Linked DNA regions of Mus musculus: region 1 is linked to region 2. A link is a contact called in public HiChIP or PLAC-seq data. All regions are on one chromosome and are shown on one strand. The core of a region is the stretch at or near the end of the contact, and the rest is flanking DNA. Distances in the headings are between cores, read along the strand shown.

Evidence for each region. HiChIP or PLAC-seq counts read pairs in DNA pulled down with a chosen protein or histone mark.
Region 1: an H3K27ac HiChIP or PLAC-seq map of T-cell acute lymphoblastic leukemia shows a contact between it and region 2, with 2.6 times the contacts expected there. The contact joins two enhancer-like sites. A contact is called at or near these places in 1 of 39 promoter capture datasets (embryonic stem cells), 2 of 115 datasets of contacts at active chromatin or transcription factors (T-cell acute lymphoblastic leukemia and embryonic stem cells) and 3 of 9 other capture datasets (adipose tissue, liver and pancreatic islet).

Annotation. Positions count from the first base shown.
Region 1 is chr17:29,299,338-29,306,352 of GRCm38.p6, forward strand. It overlaps BC004004 (cDNA sequence BC004004), which reads left to right. Exons shown (of 9, transcript NM_030561.3): 9 at 2,019-3,550. The coding sequence ends at 2,113. Among named protein-coding and RNA genes, the nearest start is that of Pi16, 16 kb to the right of the region's middle. Within about 2 kb of position 3,939, at least 120 of the 459 cell types and tissues checked have an H3K27ac peak or open chromatin away from gene starts, as enhancers often do. A contact at or near this core is called in T-cell acute lymphoblastic leukemia and adipose tissue, where this site is marked.
Region 2 is chr17:29,150,880-29,158,020 of GRCm38.p6, forward strand. It overlaps Cpne5 (copine V), which reads right to left. Exons shown (of 21, transcript NM_153166.2): 21 at 5,642-7,141. It also overlaps the pseudogene Gm18271. Among named protein-coding and RNA genes, the nearest start is that of Rab44, 40 kb to the left of the region's middle. Within about 2 kb of position 5,117, at least 87 of the 459 cell types and tissues checked have an H3K27ac peak or open chromatin away from gene starts, as enhancers often do. A contact at or near this core is called in T-cell acute lymphoblastic leukemia and adipose tissue, where this site is marked.

The DNA of each region.
Region 1 (7,015 bases), core at 2,689-5,188, 150 kb after region 2:
CCTTGTGCTGTCTCACAGGACCCAGTAAGGTCTGGAGCCCCTGCTAAGCTGAAGCTGCTTCTAGTTGGGTCCTTTGAGCATTGGGTCCTAAGATGACCAGAGTCCTAAGATGCTCAGAAAGCTCTCACCTCAGTGAGGGCTGGGAGCTGGCACTGTGCCAAGCTGTGCCCTGAGCCCCAGAACCTTTGTGTTAGTGTGGGCGTGGGAAGTAAGTGTGACCCAGACCAAACCATAGTACTGGGGTCCTGCCGGTCTGGGCCAGCCATGCGAAACTGTGACAGCAGTGGGAGTACACAGAAACAACCGGCCTGTTGCCTGCAATGGGGCAACCTTACAATGAGGGTGGCCGGTTACAGAAAACAGGGTGGAGATGTGTGGTCTTTCTGTCTTGTCCTCTACAAATGTCAGTGTTCAGACAACCATTGAGGCACTTTAAGTGTCCCCAGTTCTAGATGACCTGGTTCCACGGCACCCAGAATGCCTATTATAGGGTTTGAAGAGAGGAGGTGTCTGACAGCCGCCAAGGAAGCATTGATAGGAGACAGCACCTGAGACACAGAGGCCAGGCTTCTGGCTGGCAGAGCCTGGATGGCTAGCCATGTGATGGGCACGGAAGAGGGGCGGATACTGAGGGAAAGAGCAAGCCTGGGAGAGTAGGGGGGATAGTTGGCTCCCAGAGCCCTGGTAGGAGTGGAGGCAGTGGTCCTGCTGCCACAGGGGTAAGGACTGGAGTCAGACCTCGGGTGGGGGTCGGGGGTAGCATGGCCACTCGGGACCCTCACGCATGGTCCTAGGACACTGACTGTGGTTTATCTCTGTTTTTATTTTAACCTAGAAGTGGAGGAGGCATGATAGATGACAGGGAATCGAGGAGTGGAGGTGCCAAGTGCTAGGCACATCATCAGCTGTCATGGCACAATCCCAGCAAGAGCATGTGACCTTTTTTCAGTCACCAAGTAATGGTGGGTGCCTGCTCTTCTAGACAGGTACCAGCCACCGCATCCTGGACACGATCCAATCAGTGTTTAATCTAAGCAAAAGTTAGCCCAAGGTGATTTTAATTACAACTTCACACAGTCTTGCTTATAGCCCAAGCTGGGGTCACACTTTCAGGAGTCCTCCTGCTTCAGTCCCAGGGCTGGTGACACAGCTGTGGGCACCAGTTCCAGCTCCCACCTTGACCACCTTGACTGACTTACTTAACTTGCCTTTGGTCTTTTTTTTTTTTTTTTTTTTAAGATTTATTTATTATTATATGTAAGTACACTGTAGCTGTCTTCAGACACTCCAGAAGAGGGCGCCAGATCTCATTACAGATGGTTGTGAGCCACCATGTGGTTGCTGGGAATTGAACTCAGGACCTCTGGAAGAGCAGTCAGTGCTCTTAACCGCTGAGCCATCTCTCCAGCCCCGCCTTTGGTCTTTTTGAGATGGGGTCTGGCTATGAAATCATGGCTAGCCTCAAACCAGAAGTCTTCCTGCCTTGGTCTTACACGGATGAGGAATACAGGTGTAGCCCTCCATCCGGCAAGAGACCCACCCTGCTCCATGTGCAGCACAGACGGTGAACATAACAGCACAGCACAGCACAGCACTGTGATTAAAAAAAAAGCATAAGATAAAGTCAGCCCTGGGCACAGTGGCACATACCTAAAGTCCTAGCATTCAAAAGGCTGAGGCAAAGAAAATCCCAGGCTTGAGACCAGCTTCGTCTACGTAACAGGAGCCGATCACACACACACACTTCAGACACATCCTGAGAGCTTTTCTCAAAACAAGCTGCTCTGTGACAGCCAAACTGTGATTCACATCACAGGGTGGGGAGAAAATGTCTGCAGTTAGAGTCTGTGTTTGCATATCAGCTCACAGAGAGCTAGTAAGAGCAAGGAATCCTTCCTTAGGTTTCGGAGAGCCCAGAGACCTTCAGAGTAAGAGCAGCCAGACAGCAGAACCACGGCTCGGCCCCGCCCTCCTGCTCCCAGACATTCATTGCTTTCCTGTTGCTGTTTTCCCCAAAGGCTATGCCGATGCTGCCCACTGGAAGGTCTACATTGTAGCCAGAGGGGTCCAGCCTTTGGTCATCTGCGATGGAACCACTCTCTCGGATCTGTAGGAAACAACTGCTTGGAGACCTGAAACTCAGGCTGAAAAAGAGTGCGGAGCGGGGAATAAAAACACTGAAACACTTTGCATGGGTTGGTTGCTTAGTTACCTGCCCTGGATGTTTTGGCTGTCAGCTGTATGCTGGAGACAGTGGCTTGGGCCTAGCCATCTTGTCTGTCTGTAGCTTCCTCAGGAAAGATGGAAGCCTGGCTGCTGGCCAAGACTTCTCTCATTTCTCCTCCCCCAGGCTTTGGACTCCCAGGTATTGGAAATAGGCTGTGGCTCTTTGACTTGTGTGGACATGGCTCCTCTACTGTCTTCTTGGCCGTGGAGGGCAGCAGTGGGTCCTGATTCTGTTTGTCCACTCTTCCTTGCCGCATCACGCTGTACTTGGTGCGAAAGCCATAGCTGACTTTGATCACTACAGTTTGACAAGGAAAGTGAATTTGGAACCTGGGGGGCTTGGGGGGTGGGGAGGGACAGATTGGATAGCTGGAATTGCATGTTTAAAGGTGCCTGCACCTGTGTCGTGCTGCACACCTTTAGTCCCAGCACTTGGGAGGCAGGTGCATATCTTTTGAGTTCTAGGCTAAGCTGGTCTCCATAGTGAGTTCCTGGTCTCCAAGTGTTACATAATGAGACCCTGTCTCAACACTGTTCCACCACTCCCCCTGCGCCCCCCAGATCTAGGGATGTAGCTCAGTGGTAGAGTGCTTCCCAGACACGTTTGAGCCCAGAGTGCAGCCCTCAGCATCATGAAGAGGAGGACAGTGTACATCTTACATAATGTCCATGGCGCCTGGAGTTTCTGTAAGGGGTGCTGGAGACTGGGTTACAATTCAAGTCTTACTAAATCCTGGTTTCCTCCCACACTGCCATCAGATTGTTTTCTCAGAAGTTCGGCCTCCCCCAGCTGGCCAGCACCCTCTCTGCTAAGGCAGCAGAGCCTTTGTCAACTGCTGCTGCACCCCACCCCCTTCAGAAGGAATGAGTTAGAATAGCGGGCCTGAGGGAGACAGGGCACCTCCCTGAGTTTGATCTTTAGGCCTGACTTTCTACAGAGATGTCAGCAGCCTCAGAGCTGATGTAATGTGGTCGAGGGAGGAGCTGCAGAGCCAGAGAGCCGGAGCGTTTGCTGCAGGGTCTGCGGCTCACTTCAGGGCCCTCTGCCCTACCTTTTCTGTACCAGGGCAAGGTGAGATATTGGTTTAGTTGAGATGCAGGAGTATCCTAAATAATATTCTGTGCTTACTGCACCCCCAAGTGCTTTGGGGGTGTTCTTATCAAACAGTGCAAAAAAGGATGGTCTGCCCTCTTGTTCTTTTTTGGGGTCTTGCTGTGTAGCTCTGACTAGCCTCGAACTCATGTAGACCAGACTGGCCTCAAACTCACAGAGATCTGCCTGTGCCCCAAGTGCTGAAAATTAAAGGAGTATACCATTGCACCCAGCTTCCTCTACCTTCTTACTGGTCTTTTATTGATATGACTAGGTACTTGGTCGCTGGACGTCACTTACAAAGATGGACAAAAAGAATTGAGTGGCCTCTGGTTCCAAATTGCAGAAGTCAGATGTCTGCCCAGGTCTATAGGCCAAAGCAGCCAGTAGTGGTGGAAGTCATGACCCTCTGTGGGGTCCTCTCTGCCCTCGGAGGGGCCCTGTGCCTTCTTCCAGGCCCTCATTCCCTCCCATCTCACAACAGGGAGCATGAGTGGGGTCAACCAAAGAGGGTGCCAAAGAGAGGAGGCTGGGGTGGTTGTGGTTCGTGAAAGGCAGCCTTCACAAAGCTGAGTGGAAGGGCTCAGAGCCTCCTCTGGCTCAAGCAGGGACTGCACCTGGGGGAGCTTGTCCTTTGTGTGGCTGTTGGAGGGAAAACAAGCCTTTGTAGATAGGCTCCACTGCTAAGCAGTTAGGATTTCAGAGGTTGTAAGTCAAGAGGACCAAGCAGAGGCCAGCCCTGAGCTTCCAGAGTCCTTCCCCTGATGGTGCGGAGCAGGGTTCCACACAGGGCCTGGGGCTCCAGAGCCTGCTGAAATGTGATCTTTAGAGTTAACCACCGAGGGCTCTGAGGAGGCTCAGAGGTGAAGTGCAGGGCCACCGTCTCAGCCTGGGGGTTACCTTGTGTTCTTTCCCTGTTTGACTCGGAAAACTTGAAAACTAAGGAAACCTTGCCTGTATTGGCCTTAAGGACACATGGGAAGTCCCAAAACTCCCAGGCTGCTCTGCGGTGCAGCAGAGAAGCAGCAGAGACCAGTCCAGGCTTCTGTGTGTGCTTCAGCTGAGACGCCAGTGTGCGGGTTAAGGGAGAAGTTCTCAGGCTTTCCCACTCATAGCCACCACATAGAAGTCACCCACCTCAAGGAAGCCTGCAGGAAGGGCTGAGACCTGGAGACAGCAGCAGAGGGCCCTCTGCTTGCCTGCTGGTATGGAGGGGGGACGTGGCAAGGTGAGGAACTGGGAGACCAATCAGCTGTCTCACCTCAGGTGCCAGTGGGAATCAGCAGTGGGGCTCCAAAAGGATGGTATTGCCACAGGTTAATGTGTTTACTAGGCAGTGGCGTGGCCAGCTCTGTTTGAGTTGGGTTCATTCTCTGTGGGACTCTAGGCTCTAGATTGGCTCCCTGGGGAGGCAGGTGTTGTGAGCTAGCTTGAAGCATTTGTGCCCAAGTACCCAGAGCTCACACAGTCAACTCTGAATGGACACCACAGCCCTTGCAGCTTATGGAAGAGCCAGGGCTTGCCCTCGCCCCACTCTGGGTTTTATTAAGGAGAGGGAGTGACCTGTGACACTCACCAATTTGGTGCAATTCAGAGCAAATTTGGGTGTAGGCTTGTTTATTTGTTTGAGACAGGACCTCCTTGTGTAGCCCTGGCTGTCCTGGAACTTACTACACAGAACAAGCTAGCCTTAAGTCACAGAGATCTGTGTGTCTGCCTCCCAAGTCCTGGGATAGTATGGTTTGTCTTCTAAAAGAAAAGAATAACATCCCCAGTCCTTCTGGCTTCCTGTTTCCCTGGAGACGGAGATGCTGCCCTTCAACATAGCATAGTCCAGCGCAGAAGATTCACGAGGAAGGAAACTGAGGCTAGAACAGGAAACCACAACAGGTGGGCAGGCGAGCAGGCGGGCAGGCAGGCAGGGCGGTCCCATCCAGGAAGACTGTCATTCTTAGCCTGTGGGCGTGCCCCACTGGGGTGGGAGCCTGTGACCAGGAAAGTCAGCAAGGTAGGAGCCCCAAGGGTAAGACAAGCTGGAAGAAAGATCCTCGTCAGGATCTTTATATAAGTTCTCTCCCCATGACCTCCCCATTTAAGAACTTTTTTTTTTTGACCGCATGTAGCTGGAGCATAACTGCGTCCAGCCGTTTTCCCATCACTGCCTTTCCAGATGTGTATCCAGCTCCAGCTGTGGGTCCCCTTGGAGTTGCATCACTTGTTTTTCAGTTCTCAATCTTCTAGTCCCTTCTTCCAAAGCCCAGCAGAGGCCCCAGGGTCGGATCCATTGCTCAGAAAGCCAGTGTCACATTCCTTCCTTCCCCACAGGTGACCTCAGCCTTGTCCCTGTGGCTTGGATGTGTTCAGCCCATCGCTTCCACAGCAGCTGTTCAAGGGTCAGTATCTCCTGGCCCAGCCGAAGCTGGTAGTGTGTGGGGAGGGGAAGGAGAAGGAAGGGAAGGGGCTCACCCACCCACCACCCAGCTGGTGACTCAAGAGAAGTGCTTGCCCACTAAGAAGCTGTAGGTGCTTATGGAGACAGCCCTGTGGCAAATGAAAAACAGGACTCTGGGCAGGCAGCCAGCCTCACCTAGTCCCCAGATATCCAGCAGCTCCTCCCAGAAAGGAGAGCGGGGAGATGGACAGGTGCTCACTCTGTGCCCAAACCAGCTTGCCTGGGCACATTAGGACTACAAGTTCTGGGCTCTGGAGGGAAAAACCCTCCAGCCAGCTTGTCGGTGGTCCAGGCCCCTCCGCGTCTGGGTTCCTTGCCTTGCATAATTTCGGCATTAGTGCTAAATACATCTGTCATTTTTCCCCCTCTGGAGAATGGAATGTCCAGACTCCTGAAGCCGAGCTGGGGTCAGAGAATGGTTACATAAGCAAGCAGGGACCCTCCCGCCTCTCCCGGTGCCTGTCAGTCAGGCAGTGGTCACTCGTCCAAAAGCCAGAGCTGCCAGCACCCCGCAGAGAAGGGGACCCCACCCGCTGTGTGTTTTGAGTTTCGGGCAAATTGGGAAGTCAGAACATCTGCTTTGCACCAAGTTTTACCTCATTACACCACAGCCACTCTGGGGTGGGGTCCTCCCGGGCAGCCATCCTTACTCTCCACAGAGCCCCTCCCTCAAGCTGAGCTTGGTGCAGGACGCATCAACCATGGCATTTCCAGAGAAGCCTGTCTCACTCACGAGGCAGCTTCCCTTCCACGCCGTTCCCCAGGAAGGGGCTAACAGTGGCCTCTACCCATCCCTTCCTGTCTCCTACGGAAAGACCAACGACAGATGCCCAGAGTAGGGGAGAAAAGGCACAAGGTAGCCAAGGATGCCCCAAGCATAGGCTCTTTCTACTGTCCTCAGGGAGTCGAGCTGGATGCATTCCCATGTGGGCCACGTGAGGACAGAGGAACTTACCAGTCCTAGCCCCAGGGCCCCACAGGTGACCACAGGCAGTGCGCTGCAAACTCAGAGAGGTAGAGAGCGGAGTGAATGAAGGCTGTGTGAGGGAATGTTTACATGTGTGGCTTGGTAAGAAGGAACCTGTTCTTGCTGTCCTCTTCCATTTCTTTTCCTCAAAAAGTGGATGGCGAGTAGGCCCTTAAGGCAGGCCTGAGACACTGTGCCCTAGGGCCTCTGGTCTCCCCTTCCCCCTATCCCCCCCACCCCTGCCTTCACCTGCACTCACAGCTCTCATCCTCCAGCT
Region 2 (7,141 bases), core at 3,867-6,366:
GGGGTTCCAGGTGTGCTAGGCAGGTGGTCTAACACGGAGCTATACCCTGTAGTCACCCTCTTTGGACTGAAGAAACTTTAAAAATTAACATTTATTATTTGTGTGTGTGTATGTGTGTTTTGGGGGTGTGGGTGTAGAAATCAGAGGACAACTTTCAGGAGTTGTCACGCCTTCCACCATGTGGGGCTCCAGGGTTCAAACTCAGGTCTTCAGACTTGGCTGCAAGCACCATTACTCACTGAGCCAGCTTGCCTGTTCTCCTTTTGACATTTTATTTTAGGACAAGGTTTCCCCAAGCTGCCCATACTGCCTTAGTCTGCAGCCCAGGCTTGAACTTGTGATCCCCCTGCCTCAGCCTTCTGAGTACCTGTAAGTCTGTGCTACGGGGTCTCAGAATGATGTCCCCTTCTCTTTCCCTTTCTTGTGGTGTGATGTATGCGAGTGTACGGGTGTTTGTGACCATGTCCAGGCACACAATGGCCAGAGCCAGCCATTGGGTGTCTTCTGACAATCTCTGGCTTTCTGCCCTGAATCCAAGTTGGTCACCAAACCAGAAGCTTACCGTCTCAGCTATGCCGGTTGGCCATTGGCTCTTGGATTCTACCTGTCTACCCTCCAATGCTGGGGCTGTGGGTGTAGACAGCCATAATCTGCCTTTTACCTGGGTGCGGGGGATTCCAAGTCAGGTCCTGGTGCTTGCCCAACAAAAACTCTTAACCCAGTCTTTAGCCCCCTTCCCCTCTTCTCTCCCATCCCATCCCATGCCTGGTTTATTCAGCAAAGGGCTTTGTTTGCATGTACTCAGCAAGCGCTACCAACAGAACCACACCGATGGCCCCAGAAGCAGGGGCTTGAAGCCAGGCTTCAGCATCCACAGGCTGAAGGCTGGTGATGCAGAATTTCTTAGAGGGAAGATGTGGCTTCTCAGAGCAGGCACACAAGCAAGCACCTGGCCAGGAAAGTGACTATTCCTGGAAGCCCAGTGGGAGTGGGAGACCTCTCTATAGCTGCCCTTCAGCCCTCACACACCATATGTGGCTGTGAGGCCTCAGATACTGCCATAAATACTGTGACCAAAAACAATTTGGAGGGCTGGAGAGATGGCTCAGCGGGTAAGAGCACTGACTGCTATTCCAAAGGTCCTGAGTTCAAATCCCAGCAACCACATGGTGGCTCACAACCACCCACAATGAGATCTGATGCCCTCCTCTGGTGTGTCTAAAGACAGCTACAGTGTACTTACATATAATAATAAATAAATCTTAAAAAAATATGGAAAGGAAAGGATTTGTTTTATCTTATATTTCCACCACAGAGGAAACTTAGGGCAGAAACTCAAGCAGGGCAGAAACCTGGAGGCAGGCACTGAAGCTGAGGTCATGGAGGGTGCTTGCTCCCTGTAGCTTGCCCTATTATAGCATCCAGGACAATCAGTCCAGGGGTGGCACCACCCACAGTGAGCTGGACCTTCCCACACCAATCATCAATCAAGAAAATGCCCCACGGTCTTGCCAAAAGCCAATCTGGTGAGGTATTTTCTCAATTGAGATTTCCCCTGGCAAAATGACTCTAGCTTGGGTCAAGTTGACATAAAGCAAGTCAGGACAGACACCAGACAGACAAACTCCCAGGTCAGGACCTCTGGTGGAGAGGCTTGGGGACCCTTAAGGCCTGGCAGCAAGCTGACAGGGGAACCTTGCTCCTTCGGCCCCTGTGTAGGAGGAGAGAGAGACTCTGGCTAGAACTGTAGGAGACTTGGAACAGCCTGGCTTGGCTTGCATCTGCTGACCCCAGTCCCTGAAGCATGGGGAACGCAGGGCAGGTGGTTTCCTCCCCTAGTGTGCCTGATGTGGTGTGTGGCAGACAGGTGTCAGCTCTAGGCTGCTTGTGGCATCAGAGCCCAGCCACATCCTTAGCCTGTGCACTCAGAGGGCACGAGGAAGGGACTTATTATAGTTTTGTGTCACTACCCCGCCAGAGAGCTGCCCTGGCCCAGCCGAGGGACAGTTGCTGTTGTCCCAGATCTATTTCCTCTGTCCTTACAGCTGAGGGTTCTGAGGCTAAGGAATGGTGTGTGGAACCTTTTCAAGTTCCCCAGTTTCTGAGTGGCAGAGGCAGGATAGGAACTCACACTGGGGACAGACCATCCTGTTAGACTACCATGAACTGACAGACAGACAGACAGACAGACAGCATGGCGAGGGAACTGTTGTAGGGAGACCAACAGCATGACAGGTGTTCTGAGACAGTTCATTAAGCCCACCAGGCAGATAGGTCTCATAGGAAAGCGGGGGAGGGGGGGGGGTTCGTGTAGTCAGGCTGTCTCTGGTTCCTGGATGGCAGAAAGGGTAGGAATGGGAAGGATGTGAGAAGGGAAGACAAACCCTTAGGCTCTTCAGTGGGTATGTCTTTCCCTGTAGCAGCAGGGATCCTGGAATCAACTCCCGTGGATAAAGGAAAGGAAAGCTGGATGGAGGTGCCCTCCTTTACTCTCAGCCCTCAGAAGATAGAGGCAGATGGATCTCTGAGTTTGAGGCCAGCCTGGTTTAGAGTGAGTTCTAAAATTGCCATGGCCACACAGAAAAACCTTGTCTTGAAAGAGGCGGCAGCCGTGGGGGTGGGGGGATGAAAACAGATGCAGAGACCCACAGTCTAACTAACCTTAGATAGTGCTCAGGGAATCCTGCTGAAGAGGGGAAGGAGGGGATTGTAGGAGCCAGAGGGGTCAAAGACCCCCCCATACACACACAAGAAAACCCAGAGAATCAACAAACCGGGGCTCACAGGGGCTCACGGGGGCTCACGGGGGCTCACAGGGGCTCACTGAAACTGAACCAACAATCTGGAAGCTTGCATAGGGACAGCCTCTGCGTATACGTTCTAGTGTGTAGCTTGGTGGTTTTGTGGACTCCTACCAGAGGGAACTGGGGTTCTCTCAGGCTTTTGCCTGCCTTGGGGATCCTTGTCCTCCTTCAGGGTTGTCTCGTCCAGCCTTAATATGAAGGGGAGATGCCTACTCTTACTGAAACATGATAGGCCATGTTTGGTTGATATCCCTGGGAGGCCTGCCCTTTTCTGAAGAGAAATAGAGGAGTGGCTGGGGAGGGGAGGGGTTGGGAGGAGAAGGGGGAGGGAAAACTGCAGTTGGGATGATATAACATATGAGAGAATAAATTAATTAAAAAAAAAAACTTTTTAAAGAAGAGAGTCTGCAGATGGACACACCCGAGAGGGTCTGATTTAGGATCTAGTTTAGCATCCTAGATTTGGAGCTTGGTACAAGGTCACAGGCTGGCTCTAGTCAGGATGCCTTGACAGCCACTGTGAGCCCACAGGTGGGGTGTGGCTCGATTATTCCTTGGCAAACCTAAATCATTACCCTGAAGTTCTGGGCAACCCCCTTCTCATGATTTCCAAGAGGACTTTTATAGACAATAGACTCAGAAAACAAAAACAACAACAAAAAAAACCTTTCCTTAAACTGAAACTATTTACAGGATTCACCCGTATGGAGTTGAACGTTGAACGTCACTCTCTACACGGAGCTGGCAGCCACCCAGGAGAGGTGGCTCCGCCTGGCCTTCCGCGGAGTTCTGTGGCCTCATCCTGCTTGTGGGGCTGCTGGCCAACGGGCTCCTACTGGTGTCTCCTACTGGTGGAGACACTCGAGTGTCTCCCCCGTTCTTGACGCTGACCATCAGCCTTATGGTGACCGTGATACACTCCTATCTGCTTTTCATATCCTTCCTGGTACCCGCCCTGTTGCTGAGCTTCTTGCATCGGGGCTGGTGGCTAGGCCCTGCCATCTGTACCGCCAGCCAGGCCACCAACATGACCACCATATTCTGTACTTTCTACAGCATGGTAGCCTCTGCACTCGTGCGTCACATGGCCATGGTCTGGCCCCGTGTGGCCCTCCCAGCCAGCCCACGTGCCTGCCTGCTGCTCTGTGGGGCTATGTGGGTACTGGGTCTGGTCACCTCGATGCCCAACTGGCTGTTCCAGCAGGTGACAGTATTAGAGCAGGCAGTGGGTGTCCCCAAGGCCCTGGCCTGCCTCTTGTTTCTCAGCCTACCTCAAACAACCTGCTATTTCATCCTGCTGGGAGCCCTGGCTTTTCTGCCCTGCCTGTTGGGCCTAGCCTGCTCTTTTGGCCATGTGGTCTGACACTTGGGCACATGGCCCTTGGGTCCCCCAGGTGAGAGTGTGCAGGAGCACAGGGCAAACACACAGCTCAGTCTTGTCATGCTGGGGGTCTTCATGCTGATGTGGGGACCCTGCTCAGCACTGGGCTATGTGTCTGCCATGGGCCGCCTACCAGCCACGCCACTGGCTTTTGTGGCCTTCTGCCTGTGCACCCTGCTGGCCTATTCCAATTGTGCTATCAACCCTGTTCTCTGCTTCTGCCTCTGCCGCCCTTACCAGGTGGGACTCAGGGCCATTTTTCAGAGGCCCAGAACAGCAGTCAGTGGAGCGGCGGTGGTGACAGCTCACAATTCATGAAATAACTGTGAAGCTCAGACAACTGTGGGCTCCCAACCTTATAGTTTTGTGACCTTGGGCACCCTCTCACTTCCCCGTGCTTCATCTGAAAAATGGGATGAGGCTCCCACATCTGCACAGGGTGATCCGCCATTGAATATGCAGGGGTTCAGTGAGCATGGGAGTGACAGGTGTTACCATGACGATGGCGCCATCTTACGTTTACTACTTTGGGCATTTGAAAGGAGTAGACAAAGAGGGGAATAGAAAGAAAACTACCCTGGGGTCCTTAGAGTCCTGGAGAACGCTTCATCTGCCTTGCCCGTCCCTGTCTACCTCCTTTAGCTCTGTTCCACACACCCTCAGTTCCAGACAGAAACAAAAATAAAATCCACCTGAAAGCCAGGAGTCTGTGCTTGTGAATCACTGAGCCCCGCCCTGTCTTCTGTGGGTGGTTTCTTTTTCTAAGGTGGGTGGGAAGAGCCTCTTTCAAGGCCAGCTCCTTCTCACAAGGGCCCACCTCTTTCTCTCTCCCCCACCCATCTCGGGGGTGGGGGGGCTTCCCTTATACTCTTTGGATGTGGTCTCAAATTCTATTTTTGGCCCTGGAACAAGGAAGGCTTGTACCTACTGTCATTCTCTAGACAGCTTGTTTAGCTTAGCATTACCAGTTACGCACATACAGCAAGAGCAAGACAGAGAGGGGTGGGGACAGAGAGCGGGGAGGAGAGAGAGGCTCTGACTGTGTGGTCAAAAACCTCAGGGACTATTGTGTTGAATCAAGTCAAGCTATTCTCTGCTCTATAGAACTTGCCAGAGCCTTGGGAGCCCCAGAGGCCACTAAAGCTATTCCAGAGAGACTCTGGGAAAAGCAGCTGCTTCAGACTCCATGTCAGGCAACAGTTCTGCAGTACACACCTTTGGAAAAAAACCAGCGGAGAAGCCAGTGTCACAACAAAGATATTTTTGATGGTGTGTCTGTTCCCCAACATACCTCAGGGGCAGCGGCTCGCTGTCTGGACTCCCCTGCTGGGTACCCATCTCCTCCCTATACTTTCCCATGGCGCCCAAGGAGATGGAAAATAGGCTGCTGGTTATGGGAACTTCCCTTCTCTCAAGCCACGACCCCACCCCGTTCCCACTCACGGCGTCATGGGAGTCGCAGAGCATCTGATTATAGAGACAATCGTGAGTCAGCTCTAATTTACCATGAAGTCATCAGAAGTAAACAAGCCCCGAGCTGGAGGGTAATTGGTACCGAATTCCTCTTGGGTACAGCCTCAGAATGGCTGCCTAGAGGGCTGATGGGACAGCGTGCGCAGTATGTGCTGTGCGCATGCGCGTATGTCCTTGCTCCCATGCTCCACATTGGTGAAGGCCCTGACCTGTAGAAAGGGACCACGGAAGATGCTTACCGTGTCCCTGAAGTCACATAAGTCCTGCGTGGTCCACCCACAGAGCCTGCCAATGTCACCATCTGTGCACACATGTACCCCACCTGACACTATGGTGGCCACACCCCGGGTGGGGGGTCATCCGGTATGGGCCAGAGTGTCTCTTAGTGCCACCACTCCCATCCCTTCAAGCTGGCTGGCATTGCTACTTTGTGGTGGCTGATTTAGCCCAGAGGGAGACACTGGGGACTGAGCCAAGTGCCTCTGACCTCTGCACAGGCCTGGAATGGATTCTCAGTAGATGTTTGTTGAGAGATGAAGAAACCATGATCCACGGTGATAGCGATCCATGTGTTGGGGAGGTTTGGGTCACGTGCTCGTCTCTCTTACTTCCTTAATGGCTACAACCCTCTAGAGCAAACGTCAGATGCCTTGCCATGAACCACAAGGCCCTGTGCATTTTGGCCTCCACCCTGACCCCATCGCCTGCATTCTCTTCCTTGGTTAGCTCCTATCACACCCGCGTGCTTGCCTCCCGTCAAACACACTAGGCTCCTACCTGGCACAAACTTATCCCAAACTACCAGAGTCCTCTTCACCCTGGCATCAGCATGGCTCCCTGCTCATTTCTCTTGGGCTCCCCTCAACACCCCTGCTCGTCTCAAACATCTCTCTACTGGAGTCTGCTCTCATTCTCTCCCCTTGCTCCTGCCTCTTAACACTGTCTGAAGCCAGACTATAGACCTGAGTGTGTGTGTGTGCTCACTGTCTCTCATGTTGGCGTCCAGGCTCTGGTCATGTGCCCGGCAGGTGAGTGGCTTCCGAGTTGAGCAGGAGACCTCTCAATGTCACAAGCTACTCGTGACAGCTCTAGTGAGGCTAGAGATCCACATCTAGAACATTCTAGCATACCACTGAGCCTCTGAGGACCGGGAAGGGGCTCTAGGCAACCATGCCTCCATCACAGTCCCTGATGGCTCACAGACTCTGCTTACATATGTTTGTGGGTGGTGGGTTTCAATCCTCGCCATGCACCCCCCCCCCCATGCCTCTTACAGAGTCTGACAGGAACATGGCCGGACGGAAGAACCAAGGCAGCAGAGAGATAGATGCTAGGCAAACAGCAAAGCTGTTTTCAAAGGAGAGGGGGGGTCTATCTACTAAAAGAACTGGTTTACTTCAATTTAAGGCAAGTTCCACAGAGACAGTCTCAGACAGGCACAGGACCAGACAGTCAAAACATCACTATCACCATGCGGGACAGG